4 separate regions of the Sus scrofa genome follow, and regions 2, 3 and 4 are each linked to region 1. A link is a contact called in public HiChIP or PLAC-seq data. All regions are on one chromosome and are shown on one strand. The core of a region is the stretch at or near the end of the contact, and the rest is flanking DNA. Distances in the headings are between cores, read along the strand shown.

The links. HiChIP or PLAC-seq counts read pairs in DNA pulled down with a chosen protein or histone mark.
Region 2: a contact with region 1 is called in an H3K27ac HiChIP or PLAC-seq map of alveolar macrophages. The contact joins the promoter of LIMS2 here to the promoter of PRPF40A in region 1. A contact is called at or near these places in 1 of 5 promoter capture datasets (liver) and 2 of 2 datasets of contacts at active chromatin or transcription factors (alveolar macrophages and skeletal muscle).
Region 3: an H3K27ac HiChIP or PLAC-seq map of alveolar macrophages shows a contact between it and region 1. The contact joins the promoter of SFT2D3 here to the promoter of PRPF40A in region 1. A contact is called at or near these places in 1 of 5 promoter capture datasets (liver), 6 of 47 Hi-C or Micro-C datasets (heart right ventricle, liver, omental adipose tissue and 2 more) and 2 of 2 datasets of contacts at active chromatin or transcription factors (alveolar macrophages and skeletal muscle).
Region 4: an H3K27ac HiChIP or PLAC-seq map of alveolar macrophages shows a contact between it and region 1. The contact joins the promoter of WDR33 here to the promoter of PRPF40A in region 1. A contact is called at or near these places in 1 of 5 promoter capture datasets (liver), 1 of 47 Hi-C or Micro-C datasets (heart right ventricle) and 1 of 2 datasets of contacts at active chromatin or transcription factors (alveolar macrophages).

The regions. Positions count from the first base shown.
Region 1 is chr15:60,437,936-60,440,635 of Sscrofa11.1, forward strand. PRPF40A (pre-mRNA processing factor 40 homolog A) reads right to left here and starts at 1,445. Exons shown (of 26, transcript NM_001244573.1): 1 at 1,272-1,445; 2 at 4-135. The coding sequence starts at 1,436. ARL6IP6 (ADP-ribosylation factor-like protein 6-interacting protein 6) reads left to right here and starts at 1,653. Exons shown (of 4, transcript XM_001926700.7): 1 at 1,653-2,700.
Region 2 is chr15:59,671,069-59,673,768 of Sscrofa11.1, forward strand. It overlaps LIMS2 (LIM and senescent cell antigen-like-containing domain protein 2), which reads left to right and starts at 1,440. Exons shown (of 9, transcript XM_021076158.1): 1 at 1,440-1,882.
Region 3 is chr15:59,642,049-59,644,748 of Sscrofa11.1, forward strand. It overlaps SFT2D3 (vesicle transport protein SFT2C), which reads right to left and starts at 1,368. Exons shown (of 1, transcript XM_005671832.3): 1 at 1-1,368. The coding sequence starts at 912. The coding sequence ends at 253.
Region 4 is chr15:59,518,541-59,521,240 of Sscrofa11.1, forward strand. WDR33 (pre-mRNA 3' end processing protein WDR33) reads left to right here and starts at 1,292. Exons shown (of 22, transcript XM_021075457.1): 1 at 1,292-1,671.

The DNA.
Region 1 (2,700 bases), core at 195-2,694:
TACTTGTCCCATTGGTGGCCCTCCCATAGGGGGCATCATTTGCGGCATCATTCCATGAGGTACAGGAGGCATATTCGCTCTCTGACCCATAGGGTGCATTCCCATTGGGGCATAATGCATGCTAGGGTGCCCCATCTGAAAAAAAAAAAAAAAAAGAAAAAAAAAAAAAAGGAAAATTTACAAATTAGCAAAGACCGATAAATGCATCTCAAAAATTAACGAAGACTAATAAATGCTTCTCAAAAATCTGACTTCAACAAGTCAGTTATGCGCATAACATTATATTTGTCTAATATGTGACTAAACTATTGATTCAACATTTACTTTCTGGTCTTAAATCTGCAACTTAGCAAATTTCAGAAAGTGGAAAAAATTAAAATCATTACTGGATACCTAATTCATTTTTTAAAACATGATGATTTAATCAATTACTAAATGGCTTGCTAAAGTGAGAGAATACAGTTTAAACGCCAGCCTAAAAACTATCATGGTGAAAACCACAGCTTTGTCCTACTTCACAGATATAAGACAGCTTATTTTTATTTTATTGCGCCATTTATCCTTACTTTCTACATTGATTTTAAACTTTAAAATGCCGAAGTTACCAAATTAACTCAGATAAGGGCTACCCTTATAAAACACCAACAGTATGGATCCTCAGGAACACTTCACTCTTAATACATAAACATACTACTTACAACAGAATCTTTGAGAAAAATTACTTATGCCAAAAAAAAAAAAAAATCCCAAAGACCGAGGTCTGTCATTCATAGATACTAAAGTAAATAACTAATTCATCCATCTTAACGAGCTCCTATAAAAAGACAACTACTTTCTTTACCTGTGTCTTCATTGTTCCAGGCCTTAAAACCAGGTAACTATCTCCTGCCAATTCTCCCAGCTGTCCTCCCGCTACGGACACCACTAACACAGGTGAAGAAATTCTGGCAGCCTGTTTTAGACTCTACAGAATCAAATCTCCGCCTCCCCAACACGGCTAAGTCAGGCCTACCTCTCCAAAACGCTCACCCCGCCCGCGACCAGCACAACCAACGCGCAACTGCCTAGGCCAAACCCACCAGCAACTTCCAGGGTCCCACTTCCTTTTCTTTGTGCACCCCCGCCCTCCATTTCTCTCCCCCGGAACATATCCCACCATCTCGAGCTCTTCCTTCGTCCACTCTCATCTTCTTCTCCTTTGGGAGAAAGCTTCCTCTCTCTCTGACTCCGTTTTCATTGTGCCGCTTTCCCCTGCCCCACCGATCCCTTACCGAGGGCCGTCTCCTCAGGAAGCCGTCAGCAGAGACCCAAGAGCTGGAGCAGAGGCTTGAGCCGGACAATCTCCGCTCCCCGTCCCCGGGACCCCGCGAGGGAGGATGGCTCTCCATTTCACTCACCATGAGGCCTCCTCGCTCAGCTCCCGTCCCCGGCCTCATCGTCGGGCTCAGACTGCTCCGCCGGCGGCCACTGCCGCTACACATACCAACAAGAAGCGATCTGAGTGGCTGGAGCCCACTGGGGCCAAAGGTTAAAGGCTGCCCTGCGCTACGGGGCGGAACCAGCGGGGCCAATAAGCTGACAGGCTTCTCCGCTGTCCAATCAGACTGCGCTGCCGACACGCAGCTCTTCGGCGATTCGCTCCCAACCTCAGCCTCACTCGGCGTCGCCTGCATGGAGGGGGGAGGGGGACGGAGGAAGTTTCTGTTGCAAGTCCTCTTGGGGAAAAACTCCAGTAACTTACCCCAGGGAAGGGAAGACGTCTGTGTCTCAGCCTCCCGAGCTTAGTTCGCCTCACCCCGAAGGGGGTGGGGCAGTGGGGTTCTGCCACCTTCACCCCCCGCCCGAGTTACGTACGCCCCCACAAACCTGAGGCCGCCTGGGGTGGGGTGGGGTGGTAGGGTGGGGTGGGATGGTAGGGTGGGGGTGGGGGTGGGGAAAGCTTCTAGCGTTAGCGGTGGCCGGATACGCGCGCGCGCGCGCGCGCGGGGGGCGGATCGAGTTGGAGGGAGGGGGCGAAGAAGGCTAGAGGAGGGGTCTTGAGAAGGTTCGATCTCCGTAAGATCCAACTGGGGAGCGGGCGCCGGGATAGGGGAGTGAGGGGAGCCGGAGGCGTGCCAAGCTGCGTGGTGGGAAGTTGTAGTGGGGCGGGGAGAACAAAACGTAAGGGAAGGAGGAATGGGCTGTTAAGGGAGGTGAGGGTGCGGGGTGGTGAACTGCCGTGGAGGGAAGCGGGGGTGGAGGTAGGAGCGAGTGTAAGGCGTAAAAGTGAGAAAACAAATTGAGTCGGTAATGTGTATTAGGGCGCATGGCGGGCGCTAGGACCGGGTGCCACGAAGGTGCGACTTTGGGGCTGCCGGGCCGCGCTCTTGCTTAGAGGCGACGCTGCGATGGCCGAGGTCTCAGGGCGAGACGAACCTGTGCAGGGATAGGGGACTTGACTGCCTTCGGCCTCTTCTTTCCTCCCCTCTGCGCTCTTCTCTGCTCGCCTTCCCTCCTACAGCTTGAGGGTAGTACCCTGATCCTGGGACGCCCAGCCTCTCCAACTCCACAGCACCTTACCCGCCCAGCCGCCCACCCTTGCGCACCCCTGCGCGCCTCTGTCTGGTGGTTTAGGCCGGGGGGGGGCCGTTGATTGGCTGCTGGGACCGCGGGGAGGGGCTGGTGAACAACGCTCGCTCTCTGGGCCTCACTGTCTTTCCC
Region 2 (2,700 bases), core at 190-2,689, 770 kb before region 1:
GTGAACATCTGAATAACCACTGCCAGGCAACTGCCGACTCTTTGCGGCAAATCTGACCTCTGTTCTGTACTGTGGGAGACTGGCCCATGGTTCTTGGAGCTTCCATATCTCCAGCGGGGCTGAGCAATGCCACAGTCGCCACTGAACTCTTGCTGAGTTTGCCCTTGGCCCAGGGATGAGGGACGCTGGGTGATAGGTGAGAAGCAGAGGGCTCTGGTTTGGCCACAGGCAGATCCTTTTCTGCTGGGCAACCACACAAAGGGAGGCTGCAAGGCTGGAAGGCAGGTGTGGGATCCCCTCCAGGGAGGAAGCAGGTCCCTTTGGTGCTCTGCCTTCTATTTTTCATCCCCTGAATTTCCTACAGGACCCCAATATTTGATTCAGGCACTGCTTATTTCTGGTGCACCGCTTCCAGCACACTTGCCTCTCTCTGTTGGCAGTTATGGAAAGCATTTCTCCTTCAACAGGCAGATGAGCCAAGAAATCATACTTTCTGCTTAATCAGCCATCAAATTAAACAGAATCAGCTAAGACACATTTGCAAAAAGAACAACTGCAAACCACACCGGCTTCAAGATAATCAGCTGCTTAGGGATGGATGCCTTTCTCAAGCTTATTCTGCAGCTATTACACTGCACATTAGTATCAATTCATCTTTCTGAATTCCACTGTTTATTTGTGGGTTGCTATTTCACATGGCCATTTCTCCATAGTCTTTATAGTTGCCAAGAAGTAATGCAATGTTCAGTCAGGTTAACAGACCAGGCTGCTCAGCTCTGTTCCCGCCATGGCATTTGGGCTGCTTCCAGGGATGAGCAACATGCCACTGTCCCCCTAGAAATATCTGCCTTTAGGCAGAGCGAGGGTTTTATTTTGTTTAAGAATTCTTCTCAGACTAAATAGTTCCCTAAGTGGTTTTCTATCACCATTCACTTCAACTGCTCTTCACTTCAACGGCTCTTCTTTAGCATGTCACTAGCGCTTCTTCATAAGACCCAGGGGTACTTGGTTTTCCTCCCCAGCTTCGGTTTGGTTTGTCTTTATAAAGTACCTTTTGCTAAGTTAGGGGACTGCTCACAGATTTGGATGAAATAGTTATCACCTGAGGAGGGCACTGGCCTGGCATCTCAGTATGCAGAATCAGGCTCATGATTCAGAGGGTTGCCCCTCGACCTTGACCTCTCGGGGAAGGGGTACTGCGTGGACCTGGACTCCCCAGTGCCCCGGGATGGAGTCGGTACCCAGGAATGTCTATCTGAGGGGAGCGCGGTGACCTCCTGGTTCTGGGCCAGCGGCGAGGTGGTCTCAGCATCGTCGCTCTCTCCCGCGTTCCCTTAGCCCCGGCACACACGTGTTCCAGCGCGCCCGTGATAGCTCAGGGGGAGCGCCGGGCGGAGCGCGCCGGCGGGGATAGGGGGCTAGTTCGCATTTAATATAACTTCACTCCCTTTTAAAGGAAAGCTATGCCCGGAATCCGGGAGGTGGCGAGCAAAGGAGCCGGGAGGACGTGACCCACGCCCGCTGCAGGCCGCGCTCGGGTGTCCCTAGAGACAAGGCTGCGCGGGTGGCGTGGCCCCCATCCCTGCCTTCCAGCCCTCGGCTCCCATCGCCTTTGCCGCCCCTACCCCTTTCCCCACCCCCATCTAGCGGGAGGGGCGGGCCCACTCCGCCCTCCAGTCCCGGCCCCCACCTCCCGCTCCGCGGGCTGGGCTGGGCTGCGCGGCCGGCTGAGCGGCTCCCGGCCTTTTTTGGGCGTCTCCTCTCTCTGTGCGCGGACCTGCTGGCGGGCGCTCGGCTTTCGGCGGCGGCGGCGGCGGCGGCGGCGGCTCAGGGGGTCCCGACGCGGCCCCGGTTCAGCGCGCGCAGCCACCATGACGGGAAGGTAACTGCCCCCGCCTGCGCCCCTGGGCGGAGGGCGCCGCGGACCTGGGAGTGGGCGCCTGGCTGGGCGGGGCTGCGCGACTGGACCCCCGCCCGCCTGGCCTGGTGCTCCAGCCCCTCCACCCCTACCTCGCGCCGGCGGGTCCCTAGCTCCAGCTGCCCGGGTAGCGGCAGGTGGAGGGTATGTCCTGTTCCCTGCACCTTCGGTGGTGAACGTTGGGGCCGTTACCTCCTGCCCACGGAGAGCGGGCGCCCAGAGGGGCTGGAGACCTGGTCAAGGTCACAGCCAGCTAAAGAGCAAGGCGTCAAAAACTAGGCTGCGGGCTTCTCCCAGATTCCCCTCCCCCAGCCGTGGGAGCCTGGTGAGGCCTCGCCTCCGGAGCCTTGTGTTTCCTCCTCTGTAAACCTGGAATGGCAAAAACGGTAAAAATAGTAAAAGGTCTTTGTGGGGGGCCTGGCCAGAAGCGTCCCCAAACACAAGCTGTACAGGGGTGGGCCAGGGACCCTCCTCATACACCTTGTGGCCATTTCACAGACGAGGTAACAGAGACCACAGAGGCCGAGTGACTCAACAGGCCAGTCACATGTCCACCAGTGGCCGCCCAGTGTTGACCTCTGCAGCCCTTTCTGGTACTGGCCAGTACAAGTGCATGGCTCCTGGCGAGGTAGGAGGGGCTGGTCTGTGAGGCCCTGCCACCGCCTTCCAGCCAAGCCTGGGAGGAGGACACAGGTCTTCTTGACCCCTTGACTTGGGTCTGGCAGGTGGAGGGGACTCTGCAGCTTTGTTAGGGAAAGGGGCTTGGAGAGTCTGTCAGTGCC
Region 3 (2,700 bases), core at 118-2,617, 800 kb before region 1:
TGCTATCGAGTATAGCACAAAACGCTGAAATCGAGGATCTTCCGAAACTGCTCAAGTCTCAGTTTTTAACAGCCGCTCAGCGTTTACAGATTCTCTGGCAAGGAGCATTTGCTCCGCGCGGTCTGGGAACCGGAGGTTGCAGTCCTCGGCTCGGCAGGCGCTGGGCCCCGGTGGCTGGCTTGGCGTGATCTCCCGACAGCGAGTCCCGGAGCAGACGATGCGTCCTTTCCGATGGCGCGGGCCCTAGGCCTCTCACACAGGTAGCGCCTTGGCGAGGGCGGCGCCCGGGCCCAGGCGCCCAAGAGTGAGGCGCAGCGCCGTGCCTGTGCCCCGGGGCAGCAGTCCGCAGAGCCCAGCCAGCAGCGCGGCCACCTGCGCGCAGGCGCCCAGCCCCGTGAGCAACGTACTGCGCAGACCCAGTGCCGCGTACAGCGTAGTTCCCAGCGCGGCCACGTAGAGCAGCGCCGGCCGCGACGGCACCTCCTCGCCGCGCAGCAAACGTTCGCAAGCAGCGCCGCCCCGCAGGATCATGCCGCCCGCTAGGGCCAGCACCGAGCCCAGGGACCAGAGCAGCGCGAACTTGCGGGCGCGCAGCAGCAACACGGGCGCGTAGAGTGCAGCAAGGCCGAAGCAGAGCGCGGCCATTAGCAGGCACACCCCGCTCGCCACCAGCCGCTGAGTGCGCGTCAGGCTTGGCAAGCACGTCGGTCCTGCTGCCGCCGCCGCCGGCTCCGCAGGGCTCTGCGCCCAAGTCCAACGCAGGCCTGCGCGGCCCAACCACGCCCCCGTCGCTCCGGCCCCCGCCTCGGGCTCCTCCTTCTCTTCCGTGGCTAGCAGTGGCTCAGCAGCCGCCTGCCCACCCGCTTTCCCCTGCGCCAGATACTCTTGTAGTTGGCGGTGGAGGTCCGCCATCTTGGACAGCGGCTCCTGGGAGGGGTGGACTGCCGCCCGCTTCCGGTTCTATTCAGTTGCTGTTGGAAACGGTTCGGCCCTCCAGCGGCTGTTGGTCGGCCATGACGGAAGGGGCGGAGCCTGAGGATCTACTGTCTTAGCAGACTACTGTGAAGCTAGTTCTGGAGGTTCCACTTGTGCCGGCACTCGGCAGTCTTTGGTACGGTGTAGGCGCCCTTAAGTCCTGGATAAATCGTGGAAGCATTAAAAGTTGGGGGGGGGGGTGAGTCTGTGCGGCTATGAAAGAACTTGAGGGATACTTAATGTATCTTGACCTAATGGATATCTGTATCCTGTTGAGATGTGCAGTAGTTTTTCCAAGATGTTGCCTTTGGGGGAAATGGGGAGGCTACTCCAGACTTACGTGTTTCTTATAATTACGCTAACCTCTATCTTAATAAATTTAACTTTTTAAAAACCTCACTGCAGGACTTTAGGTAATTTCTTTGGAAAAGCTACAGAGTTGAAGAGTTAACTGGCCACCCCCACCAATTTGCTTTTCTCGCATTTTAGCAGAGGCTTGGCAATATTTTTGAGTCTTTCAAGCGGCATGTCATGTATTTCTTGTCCACCGTTCTGTGTTCCTGACATTTCTGGGTCCCAGTTTCCTGACATGTCAGGTCATTCTGATCTTGCTCTCATCTGGTCTGAGATGGCTGCCTCTAAAGCCAATGGTAAGGGAAACTCAGTCTACAGAGTCTGGCTGTACTAGCGCCTTACCACCTGGTACTGGCTTCCCCTGGGTGACCCCAGCCGATAACAACACTCCTTTGTGCAATATGAAGAGGTAGGTATTAATGGCTTTCTGCTGTTGTTATCTCTGGATTTTCAGTCTGTTATCTGTATAACCAATTTTCCCCATTAAATTCCCATAACATTGTCTGTTTTCCTGAACCAAAACCTGGTCCACTTGTCCAATGAGCAAAGCCACTCTGACACTGTGTTGTGGTGGAGGAAAGAGCAGTGTGTTTTGCAGGGCACCAAGCACTGTGTCTCAGATGACCTGACCCAAGAGGCTTTGCTTTTTCTTTGCTTTTGCTCTTTTCTTTTCTTTCTTGCAGGAACAGTACAAATCAGGAGTTCTTGTCATGGCTCAGCGGAAATGAATCCAACTGTATCCGTGAGGATGCAGGTTCAGTTCCTGACCTTGCCCAGTGGGTTGGTTGCTGTGAGCTGTGGTGTAGGACGAAGATGCAGCTCGGATCCTGTGGTGCTGTTGCAGGCCGGAATCTGTAGCTCTGAATAGACACGTAGCCTGGGATCTTGGATATGCGGAGGGTACAGCCCTAAAGAGCAAAAGCAAGAAAAAAAAAAAAGAAACAGTACAATTCAGTTTCATTTTTTTTTTCTTTTTTCCTAGGGCTGCACCTGCAGCACATGGAAGTTTCCAGGCTAGGGGTCGAGTTGGAGCTGCAGCTGTCAGCCTATGAACCCGCATCCTCATGGGTACTAGTTGGGTTCTTAACCCTCTGAGCCACAATGGGAACTCCCCGTATAGGCTTTTAGGGAAGGATTTTTAAAGGTAGTGTGAGGGGAGGGTTACTGGCTGCATGATTGTGCTCATGCACATTTCTCTGAATGGTTGTTGGTGAGGTAACAGGGTGATGTTTTAGGAATCTCAGTCATCAGCCTTCTGATTCCAACCAGTCTGGGGTCTACATGCTGGTAGTGAACATGCAGTTAACTTTTTCCAGCTGATGGAGGTTTTATTACCCACAAAACCACTCAAAGATATGGCTCAGGGTATTG
Region 4 (2,700 bases), core at 42-2,541, 920 kb before region 1:
TGAAAAGTAATACATTTTTTTAAGATTCTTGATTCATGTTGACTTAAATTTTTTATCCTAAAATTAGAAGGCAACTTGTTTGTTTTAGTTGTATTCTTAACTTTCTATAAATGGGATCATCCAGTGTCTTCTTTTGTGCCTGACAGAAGGAAATTTATGATATTCATCAAGTTTGTTGCATTTATCAGTAGTTACAGACAAACCTTTTTTGTTTTTTTGTTTTTGTTTTTTCTGCTTTTAAGGGCTGCACCCACGGCATATGGAAGTTACCAGGCTGGGGGGCAAATCGGAGCTACAGCTGCAGGCCTATGTCACAGTCACAGCAAGGTGGGATTGGAGCTGCATCTGGGATCTACACCATAGCTCAGGGCAACACTGGATCCTTAACCCACACAGCGAGGCCAGGGATGGAATCAGCATCCTCAGGGATACTGGTCAGATTCCTTTCTGCTGAGCCACAACAGGAACTCCCAGACATACCTTCTTTTATTGTGCTTCACTGCTATTGCCTTTAAAAAAAAAAAAAAAAAACTAAGTGAAAGTTTGTGGCAACCCTGCGTTGTCAGATAAAGGATTTTTTTTTTTTTTTAGCAATAAAGCCTTCTAAAAGTAAGGTGTGTACTTGTTTTAACTTAGTGCTATTGCACACTTAAAGACTACAGTATAGTGCAAATATAACATATGCGCTAGATACCAAAAAATTTGTGATTCACTTTATTTAAATATTAGCTTTATTACAGTTGTGGGGAATAGAACACGCAGTATGTCTGAGATATGTCTGAATTTCCTGTTGCTACATAGTAGCTCACTGCATGACCACATCATAACTTGTTTACACAACTGCTGATGGGCGTTTGAGTTACCAGTGATTATTACAAACAACAACAACAACAACAACAAAAAACTGCTTTAAACATTGCTGTGCATGCCTTTGGTGAACGTATGCACTCAGCCCTCTTGGAATGGGACTACCGAGTCTCAGAGTGGGGGGATGCTAAACTTTAGGAGCGACTGTGTAAAGTTTTCCAAAGTGGTTGCACCTCAGGGCTCAATTTTTATAACCTGGTCTCAACTCTCAGTGAGGAAACGAGATAACCTAGAGGTATCTAAAGTACGAAAACTGTATGCTTGACTCAACTCCGAGCCTTCATTTAAATTCTCAAAATATTCTCAGGCAGGTGCTCTGATTTCACGGATGAATAAACGGGACTGCAGCACCACCCCGAATAAATTTCCTATTCAAATTTTGGAAACCGGGGTATTTTTGAAAGCATCAAGGTTAGCTCACAATGTGAAGAAAACAGGCGAGACCACCCGCTCCTCTTTCCTCCTCGTTCCAGACAGCGCCGATCTCCACTGAGCTGGAACAAAGGAGTTGTTCAGTGAAGCCACGTGGTTTGCAACAAGGTCCCGCCTCTCACCTGCACACATGCGCAGTTTGAACTCTAAAGAGCCCGTCGGCCCAGACGCGCGTGACGTAGTAGCGTATGCCGATGCGTGATGACGCATAGGCGTGCGCTCGGTGGTTCATAGGGGAAGATGGCGGCTGCTCTTTTGGAGGAGTGGGATTGAGACGGGCGGAGGGGGGAGGCCAGGAAGGAGAGACGTTCCCGGCTGTGAAGACCGACATTTCGCTCGCCAGTCATTGGGAGCTCTGCTCAGCCCCGGAGGGTGAGTCTGGCGGCGGCACGGGACCGGTCGCCTGCAGCAGGCGGCGGCACTCTCCGCCATTTTCCATCTCGGCCGTTGCGTGCTTTGGGGGCCTAGAGGGGCGCTTGGGAACAGGTTGGAAGAGCAGAGAGGATCTCTGTCTGGGGCTTTTTGTGGCGGTTTCAGCACTTAGGGGGGAGGGCTTGGAAGCTTGCGGCAGACCGGGAAAGGAGGGCATGGTAGGACTAAAACTCTGACTGGGGACAAGTGACGACTAGAAGACGTAGGTAGTAGTAAGGTTATGGATAAAGCTGTGAAGTTTGGAGGTGGAAGCGCGTTAAACTGAAATTTGGGGCGGGAGTGGAAGGGGTTGGGCCGAGAGTTGAATGAGTGTGGCTTTGAGTGGTTGGTTGAAGGGGTCACGGGAAGTTAGTTAATGAGAAACCTGTAAAACGGCGGAAGGTTTAGTCTCGTAATTATTATGGCTTGAAATCGGCAATTTTCACAGATATAAATCTAAAGCTTGACAGGCATAAAACCCCTGTTCCTCCTTTGGAACAGTTACATTCCTACTTTGTTTGGTTTAGATCATGTTCTCTGAAAATTCTTTAATAACTCCCTGCGCATCTCCAATTTTAAGTTGCCTTTTGGCAACTAGATTTTTAGGTTCTTAGAAAGCGTTCTTTTTTTTAAGGAAAGAAAAAAAAAGTTGGTACTTTGTTGTAAATCCCTGTGGTTGGTAGCTCTTCCGCAGAAAGGAGAAGGAGGCTGGTCGATAGGAATTCCCGTAATTGGATCTGTTTAAATCAAATCAGAAAAGCACAGGTTTTTGATAGAAAAGTCTCTCAAGAATGTTTTAAAGTAATTTCTTAGCAAATGATAGTAGGCTGTTGGAAACTTCGGGAGACATCAGAATTTGAAAAAAAAGATTTATGAGAAATACCTCGGGAGCAATGAGTTGACTTTTAAAGTACACTATGGAGATAGAGTATTACCTGTATCTCCACGCAGTGTTTTTTTTTTTTTGTTTGTTTGTTTGTTTTTGCCTGT